Regions from separate parts of the Mus musculus genome. Here regions 1 and 3 are each linked to region 2. The links are chromatin contacts, called in public HiChIP or PLAC-seq and promoter capture Hi-C maps. All regions are on one chromosome and are shown on one strand. Each heading gives the region's core, a stretch centred on a gene start, on an enhancer-like site or on the middle of the called end of the contact. The rest is flanking DNA. Distances are from core to core; before and after follow the strand shown.

What was found. Promoter capture Hi-C pulls out the DNA fragments that hold promoters and counts their contacts. HiChIP or PLAC-seq counts read pairs in DNA pulled down with a chosen protein or histone mark.
Region 1: a promoter capture Hi-C map of liver shows a contact between it and region 2, with 4 times the contacts expected there. The contact joins the promoter of Nt5c3b here to the promoter of Rnd2 in region 2. A contact is called at or near these places in 2 of 39 promoter capture datasets (liver and pre-B cells), 1 of 115 datasets of contacts at active chromatin or transcription factors (pancreatic cancer cells) and 1 of 9 other capture datasets (liver).
Region 3: a FOXA1 HiChIP or PLAC-seq map of pancreatic cancer cells shows a contact between it and region 2. The contact joins the promoter of Hap1 here to the promoter of Rnd2 in region 2. A contact is called at or near these places in 2 of 39 promoter capture datasets (erythroid cells and pre-B cells), 1 of 115 datasets of contacts at active chromatin or transcription factors (pancreatic cancer cells) and 1 of 9 other capture datasets (liver).

What each region holds. Positions count from the first base shown.
Region 1 is chr11:100,439,560-100,442,502 of GRCm38.p6, forward strand. Nt5c3b (5'-nucleotidase, cytosolic IIIB) reads right to left here and starts at 1,539. Exons shown (of 9, transcript NM_001102650.2): 1 at 1,485-1,539; 2 at 1,270-1,368; 3 at 626-695; 4 at 481-527. The coding sequence starts at 1,496. It overlaps Klhl10 (kelch-like 10), which reads left to right and starts at 2,365. Exons shown (of 5, transcript NM_025727.3): 1 at 2,365-2,665. The coding sequence starts at 2,472.
Region 2 is chr11:101,466,643-101,469,582 of GRCm38.p6, forward strand. Rnd2 (Rho family GTPase 2) reads left to right here and starts at 1,533. Exons shown (of 5, transcript NM_009708.2): 1 at 1,533-1,797; 2 at 2,291-2,378. The coding sequence starts at 1,696.
Region 3 is chr11:100,354,841-100,357,556 of GRCm38.p6, forward strand. Hap1 (huntingtin-associated protein 1) reads right to left here and starts at 1,301. Exons shown (of 13, transcript NM_177981.2): 1 at 850-1,301. The coding sequence starts at 1,237.

The DNA.
Region 1 (2,943 bases), core at 289-2,788, 1.0 Mb before region 2:
CATATCTCCTTTACTGTAACAACTTTTAAAAAAGAATGATGGAAGAACAAAACCAAGTGAAACTAAGGAGCAAATCCAGAGTGTCTCGAATGGTTGATAAGCTTCCTCTGACCCAGACTCCCTCTGTTTTTGAGATAAGGTCTTCCTATCTATCCTTGTCTGGCTGAGACTTAATATGTAGAGCAGGTTGGCCTCGAACTCACAGAGATCTGCTGCCTCTGCCTTCTGAGTGCTGGGATTAAAGGTGTGCGCCACCAACACCCATGCAGCTTCCTTTTCCTTGCCTAAGTGACCTTGAACTCTTTCTGGAATCCAGGCAGCCTCTGAACTTGGGATCCTCCTGTCTCAGCCTCTGGGATTACAGGTCTCCCCACACTGTGTTTAAGGAACGGAGTTTCTTAAGATTTCAGTCCTGGACGCTGTGGTTCAACCCCAGAAGCATACCACAGCCATGTTTGAGCAAAGAAGGGAATGACCCACCTCTTTGCGACAATCCTCACTGATAATTTTGCTGTTATCCAGAATATCTGAAAAAAGAAAACACACACACACACAAGACTCCCTTTATTTGCTCCATAGCAGTTGTCATCTTGAGCCCTACAAGGAAAGCTAAAATGTGACTTACTGTGGGAAGAAGGGCATCGCTGTCCATTGTAAGCAAATCTGCTCAGGGTCATGTCAAAATCGGAAATCACCTAAGAGACAAAGGGCGGATGATGGTGGTTGACTAGGTTGACTGACTAGGTTGACTAGGTTGACTGACTAGGTTGACTAGGTTGACTAGGTACTGGTCTATCCTGGCCCTTGCCTCAGCCTGGGGTAGCGGAGGAAGTCTAACCAAGCTGCAGCAAAGCCTTTGCAAGGTTAGGGAGAGACAGAAGAAAGAAGGAAAAAAGTGACATCCTGTGTCAGGACACGAGTTAACCCTGAAGAAAACAAAGTCCCCCAAATGTGGGGGTGACTTTCTGTGGCATCTTTATACACTGGTTCTTTCTTAAGGTGCCTTCCGACCTTTGTGGATCTCCCTTATCTTCGACTGGGGGAGGGAGGGGGGCCTCCACCCACTTGCTTTCTAAAACCAAGCGGCAGGAAAAGGGTCACATCTGACTACTCTGAAAGTTGGCTACTGGGGGAGGTAGGCTCTTTCCCGAGGTGAACCAATCTGTTTGTCCATGACCACCCTAGGGCGCAGGCTCGCAGAGCGCGAACCCCAGTTGGCGGGAAGGCCGCAGGGCAGGCACCCTCCCGCCCTACCCCAAGCCCCGGTACCTGCAGGCGGTCTCCTCCGCCCCTGCGAAGGGCGCCCACAATTTCCTGCACCCGTCCGGGCTGCCGCATCAGGACCGTGGCCTTCATCAGGCTGCTTACCTGTCGTGAGACCCAAGAGACCCGCTGACCCGAGAGCCGCGATGGGCATCAGGACAGCTGGGTCTCTCCGCACCCGCGATCCCGCCACGCGGGACCGTCCCCGCCCGTGGCCTCACCTCCTCCGCCATCACGCCGCTGGCCTGGTGGGCGGCCCCGAAGACAGCGCCCGCCTTACAGCCACACTGCGCAGGCGTCGCCTCGCACTAGTCGCGTCGGTCTAGGAGCTGCAGGCCGTTTCCAGGCTGGCTCCGGATACTGGCAGGAGAAGCAAGAGTGGGGAGTGCGGGGGTGTGTGGGGGAAGATGGTCTACTGTGTGTGGGGGTGGGGGAACGTTGGGGGGCGAGGGGGGGGAGTACCAAGACGCTGGGGTCCTGTATGTGGGCTGGCTGTCATGAGGCTTTGGTGTGTATGGGCGCCTGTCACTCACTCTTTCTGGAACACAAATGCAATCTTTACTGGGGTTGGGGGTCACTGCTTAGTGAGAGAGTTCTTGCCTGCAGGTATGAGGCCCTGAATTTCATCCCCTGCATTGCAAAGAACAACCCACTAGGTATTCAAGTGCATTTTGGACAGGGGGTGTATCCAGGAGACACTTCCCTAACTGGCTCTTCATCAGCACCACAAGCAAAGTAAGGCAGTAAGGCATCTCAGGGGCTGGAAGACCCTGGCCAGCATGATATTTGATCAGCTCTGCTTCTGCCTCTGCACCCATGGGGAGCCCAGAGAGAGCTTTGGAAGGATGCTGCAGGGAGGTGGGGACCCAACCTGAAGATGCAACAAGCAGCAGACTCAGTAAAGGCTCAATTGTGTTGGTGGTCACAGTTCTGCCCTAGGTCTGAGGTCGAGGAAAGAGATGTGGGGTGGTCTACCTGTATGTTCTGGGGGGAGGGGGAGGAAAAGAAGGGGCAAGAAGGGGGTTCCAGAACCTGAGAGCACAATCCTGAGTGATCTCACTGCCCAGGATTCTGGAACTTGGGCTGCCTGATGGTCCCTATATGAAAGATGTAGTAGGGAAAAGGAGCGACAGCTGGCTAAAGGGGCCCCCCATAACCCTCCCCAACACCCCAGGAGAGCAGCCTCTCTCCCCTGGTCCCAAGGAGCCATGGAGATGGAGAGCACCGCTGCCTCCACCCGGTTCCACCAGCCTCACATGGAAAGAAAGATGAGTGCAATGACCTGTGAGATCTTCAACGAGCTCCGGCTTGAGGGCAAGCTCTGCGACGTGGTCATCAAAGTCAATGGCTTCGAGTTCAATGCCCACAAGAACATCCTCTGTAGCTGCAGCTCCTACTTTAGGTACACCGGAGGGGGGGGGGGAAGCTGAGCCGTGTCTCCCATCACTGAGGCTCTGTGTTTGTTTATAACTGGTTTGAGCTGTTCTCAAGTCTAAGCTTTGTAGGTTGACAGCATGCCATTGCAGCGTTAAAAAAAAAAGTTGGACAGACCTGATCCTACACTCTAGATAAGGCTCCGAAAGGACCAGTTTATAATCCAGGCATAGTGGCTCAGGCCTGTAATCCCAGCAACTGGAGAGGCTGAGGCAGGAGAATCAGTAGTTCAAGGGCAGCCTGGGC
Region 2 (2,940 bases), core at 283-2,782:
TCACTTTGTAGACCAGGCTGGCCTCGAACTCAGAAATCCGCCTGCCTCTGCCTCCCAAGTGCTGGGATAAAAGGTGTGCTCCACCACGCCCGGCTTACTCACTATGTTCTTGCAGTGGCAAACTACAAGCATGAGAACCTCTAAGACAGGGTCTCACCATGTAGCCAGGTCTGGCCTGGAGCCTAGAAGGTGCCATGAATACAAGGCTGGCTCTGCCTCCGGAGTTCTGTGGTTAAAATGACATGTGCCACCACCTCCCTTTTCTTTCACACTCTCTTTTCCTTTTGTTGGAATTGAGGATAGAACCCAGAGCCTCATGAATGTAGCTCTACTCCCGAGTTACATCTCTAACTTAAACTTAACAGTTTTGGGTGTTAATGCTGTGTGTCTGTTTACTTTTTGTAAAACAGCGATGAGATTGTGTGCTTTAGTTACCTTTACACGGTTATTCAAAACGAGATAACATTAAAATGAACATCTTCGACTTAAAGAAGAGTTTTGTTTGTTTTGAGACAGGATTTCTCTATTTAGACCTGGTTGACCTGGAACTCATTATATAGACTAGAGTGGCCTCAAACTCAGGGAGATCTGCCTGCTTCTGCCTCATGAGTGCTAAGACTGAAGGCGTGCAGCACCATGCCCGGCTAAAGAAGGATTTTTTTCACTTATGTATGCATGTATGTATGTATGTGTATTTATTTGTTCATTCATTCATTCATTCATTCACTTTACATCCCGATCACAGCCCTCCAAGCCCCTTTCTCCATCCTCTTCTAGGCAAAAGATGTCATGCAAATGGCGGTTTGCTTATTGCTAGTCTGAGATGAGGCTGAAATTGGCTTTGGGGCTTAGCTCTGGCCCAGCTTAGCTGTCAAAGGATTCTAGCTTCCTTAGCCTTCCCTTTGCTCTTTCTACCAAAACATCCACCAGAGGACGCAAAAGCTCCCCTAAAACTTTCCACTCAGTACTTGGCTAGAGGAACTTAGTCCATGCTTCTAGGTTGGTCACAGGCCTAGATCCCGCCACCCGTCGTTATGGAGATAGAAAGCTATGATGTCACTAATGTAGGGTGGGAGTGCTAAGGTCCGTACTTCCATTTCCCTAAGCTCTGTCTGGACCCGAGAGTGGAGGAGGGAGACAAAAATCAAAAATCCTCCCTTTCCTAACATCTCACGCCCCCCTGTGTTCGGGAAATAGATTGCTGCCGCCGCGCGTGTCCGCCGCACTAGCACACCTGCGTGCACGCGTGGGCACACAGAAGGCTCAGGCCTTGCGCCCGTGTATGGAGCTTCGCAGCTGACCCTTCAGAACTTCGCCCTCGGTCAGCCCAGCCTCCATGCCCGAGGAACTCAAATAAACGGGGCTCGCTGGCCACAAACCCTCAGGCGCTCCTGGGGTCACAGCTGCGCGCTAGAGTCTAACTCGGGTCCCCCTCCCCTCCTCCCAGGCCCCGCCCCGTCCCGAACCCCGCCCCTCGGCTGTGCGGGTGGGAGGCGGGGCCAGAGGTGCGGCCCGCGGGCTAGGGGCGGGGCGGAGGGGGCCCGCAGCCCCGGGCGGGGGCTCGGCGCGGGCCCGCGAGATGCCGGTGTCGGCGGCCCGAGAGGCTGCAGCTGCAGCGGCGGGGGAGGAGGCGGCAGAAGCGGCGGCTGTGCCCGGGAGGGGGGCGGCGTGGGGGGCCGGCGCGTAGCCGGGACCATGGAGGGGCAGAGTGGCCGCTGCAAGATCGTAGTGGTGGGGGACGCGGAGTGCGGCAAGACAGCGTTGCTGCAGGTGTTCGCCAAGGACGCCTACCCCGGGGTGAGGAATTGGCGTCTGGAGAGAGGGGCACCGAGGCTGCGGGGAGTGGGTTATAGGGGCCCCGGGGGCCGCTGGAAACCGGTACCAGGGTAACCAGGGAGGAGAGAAAGAGGCTCAGAGGAAGGGAAGGAGGCGTTGGGGGGTCTGAAAGGACTGCAGAGGATTGGAGTGGAAGGAATCAAGGAACGCGGTGAAATGGATGGGGCTTAGGAGCATCAGAGGATCCGGAAGGGCGCTCCGGGAGAATGACTGAGGTCCCGGGCATCCGAGAGAGAAAAAACTAGGGGCTAAAGGGACCCGGGAAGGGGGGTTATCTGAGAGTCTAGCTAGGAGGTGGAGGCAGTAGCTCCCCGGATCTTCCCTTAGCCCAGCCTCAGACCAACTTCTGTCTAGGGACTGAGCTGGACCGGGTGTCGAGGGAGGAGGGCAGTTGTCAGGGTGAGTGAGTACTGGAGAGCAGCTCTCTCTCATTTTGACCCATCCGTGTCTGCAGAGTTATGTCCCCACGGTGTTTGAGAACTACACTGCCAGCTTCGAGATCGACAAGCGCCGCATTGAGCTCAACATGTGGGATACTTCAGGTAGCCAAGTCCCTCGGGGTCACCCTGACGGCGGCCAAGGTCCCTTCCTCTAGCCCCTCCCTTGGCCAGAACCTGAGATTCCAGGTCAGCTCAGACATCCATCCAGTTTTAGAGCAGAACATCAGTTTCTCTTTTGAGCCAGGGAAACTGAGGCAGAGTTTCTTAGGCCTGACAGAAACCACGTAGGAAGTCTAATATCGGCCCTGCAGCTGGGTTCTGCTTACCCAAGGAACTTGGAAAGAAATGATTTATTTTGGAACATGTTTCTTAGGAAATAGGACTGGGTTTAGGAAAGCTATTTAGAATTACTGGGGTGGGGGAAGGTGGTGGAAAGTAGTTTTTTTTTTTTTTTTTTTTCTTCCTCTAGACTGAACTAGAGTCCCAGGAGAACAGGAGCACTGGCTCCCTGTCCTTGCTCCAACCTCATGGGAAGGGTTTTTATTTTTACTCCGTTCCCTGGAGGACTTTAGAAGATGTGTCATCAAAGCCCAGAAAGCACGCACAAAATTTGTCAGAATGGTGGTAGATTTTCTGAGATTCTTAAAGGGCTTCCAAACTCCAG
Region 3 (2,716 bases), core at 51-2,550, 1.1 Mb before region 2:
CTCCATCTGGCCCTAACACCCTCTCCACAGCTCCGGATCTCCCCACTCCTGCTTTCTCAGGAGGGGCCTGGATGCTGTAAAGGCAAAACCATCCTCTGGGCTCAGGAACTGGACTCTCAAGACCCCTGGGTCTCTGGGCCCCTCGAGATAAGAAGTCAGGGAAAATACTGGGCTCATCATGCCCACCCCCAATCGGCATCTTAGCCATCACTGGAGTCTCCTCGATCATAAAAACAAATGCAGTCACCCATCCTAAACCTGTTGCTTGTCACAGGAGGGCCAAGTAGACTTCTTCAGCACCCAGAAGCGGGCACCTGAGCCTAAAATTGCCCCCGCCCAGAAGAGGAGGGACAGAAGCCCAGTGCCCCGCCCACTCCTCCCTCTTCATTCCAGCTTCGGAAAAGTACGACCCAGACCCCCTGAGGACAAGTAGTGGTCAAAGGCTCCCCTACACACACACCTCTACCCACCCACGCAGGCTGGTTCCTGCGGGCTAGCGCAGGCTCAAAGCGCACCCGCAGCCCCCGCCCCTCTGCTGGCACTGCGGTAGACGGGGAGGGGGCACTGAGAGTGCGCAGATCTGCCACAGCAACAGGCGCGAAGAGGCGGGCGGAGAGCGCGAGAGAGCTCTGGACCTGACGCACCCACAATAATCGGGAAACCGGAAAAGGGGGGGGGGGAGATGGGGAAAGAGAAACCAAACCGGCACCGCAGACTGTGGTCTCGCGGGGGTGGTGGAAAGGTGGAACTAAGAGCCACAAGGGGGCGGGGCGCCTGAGTCGGTGCACCCCCTCCTACCTGGAGATGCCCAAATAGTGCCCAATGCGGGATCCCCGAGACTCAGTTTACCTTCCTGCAGCTCTCGAATAAACGCCGCACGCTCAGGGCCGGACACGCCGGGCCTCCGGCCGATGTACGCGGCTGGTGTCTTCCAGATTCCCTCGGCCTTTCCAGTGCCCAGGCCAGTGGCCCGGGGACCGTAAGGCCCCTGGAATACGTAGCGGGTCCATGGTGCGTCCGAATCACCAATGATCATGGACCGACAAAAGCTTCCTGTCTTGGTTCGGGATCCTGATTTTTGTCCGGACCCGGTTCCCTGCGCTGGAGCAGGTTTGGGCTCCGCCGAGGGCTCCGGAGCGGGACCAACTGCAGGCTGGGTCGTGGGGGTGCCTGCTGCTGGGTCCCCCGACCCTGTCCCGTCTCCCGCACCGCTCTGCACCTGCTCTTTCGGGCGCATCTTGACTCCGCAGTCCGCTGCCGCAGCCGGGGCTTTATAACCTGTGCTCGGAGCGGGCTCCACTGGGCTGTACCACGCGTGGCGCTAGGGGTGACCGTTGATCAGTTAGTGGTGCCGAGGACTCAGGATCCTGCAAGAAAGCAGCCAGTGGTGACGAGATAGGAAGTAAATAAAAGAAGAAGAAAGAAAGAGATGAACTAGTGCCTAGCTTATTCCGTGGGGTCGAGTCCACGGTGATGGATTTCTCTTCCCTTCCATCTTCTGAGAATGGTTCTGTCCAAAGCCGCCGCTTCCCTGGACTTGAGTAGAGGGACCCGTAGCTTCTGCCTAGAAACAACCCCCCCTTCAGCCCCCCGCGCGCGCTCCCGCCACCCCAGCTTCCAGGGGCTTTCTGTGTTGCCCTACCCAACATTGTGTACAGACCGAGGTGACCTGAGAATCGAGGCAGTACGCCTGTGCCTTCCCAGGTAGACTAAGCGAGAAATCCAAACTCCGGTATGGCTTTCAACGTGTTGCGTGTCATCCACAGGTCCCTCTCACTCTCGCGCTCGCCCCTGGACGTCTTCCATCTTAGTGCGTTCACTCGTTCTTTATTTCCAACCCTAATTCTCAAGCCCTACAGTCCAAGCAAGCACCTGTTCTGTTCTTCAAACATTCCAAAAAGAACATCTTCGGAGGGGATCCTGCTTAAATGTTTCGCTGTGACGACTCTTCAAGATCCCCGTGTACACACACACACACACACACACACACACACACACACACACACCAAAACATCCGTTATCCCAGGGTCTGAACTGATCGATGTCGGTCTCCACGACTTTACCCGTGCTCTTCAGCTCATGGACGGACGTATGCTCCCCAGAAAAATGGCTACTTTGGAAGCTGGCTCTCAGTCCTGAATGAACTGGTTTAAGGGGTGGGAGCTAGGGAGGGCAGTAGCCATTTCTGTGCTTTTAGACTGGGAGACAGGCTAAAGGGAGATGGATGACTCATGGACTCAAGTCTCAAAATCGTTCTTGATGTTCTCCATTCTCCACCATCCTCCAGTGGACAAGGCTATTGACTTTACGTTTTTTAAAATATTTATTTATTTATTTTTTATATCTGGTGTATGAAGGTGTCCATGTCAACATCAGTTGTTGTCCGTCCCTTGCCACCTTATTTTTTGAGACAAGGTTCCTCACTGAATCTGGAGTTCAGCACTTTGACTAGACTGTCTGGCCAGCGATTCCCCAAGACATCCACTTAACTCCACCCTACCCCTCAGCCCCGGGGTTTACAGACAGGTGCCACCATACCAGACCTTCATGTGGATGCTAGGGATCCAAACACAAGCCTTTATGTTTACACGCAGACCGAGACAGTTTACACATGCGCACACACATGTATGTATGTATGTATGTATGTATACACACACACAGACATACAGTTTTATTTGTGCATATGAGTGTTTTGCTTGCTTGTATATCTGGGCAC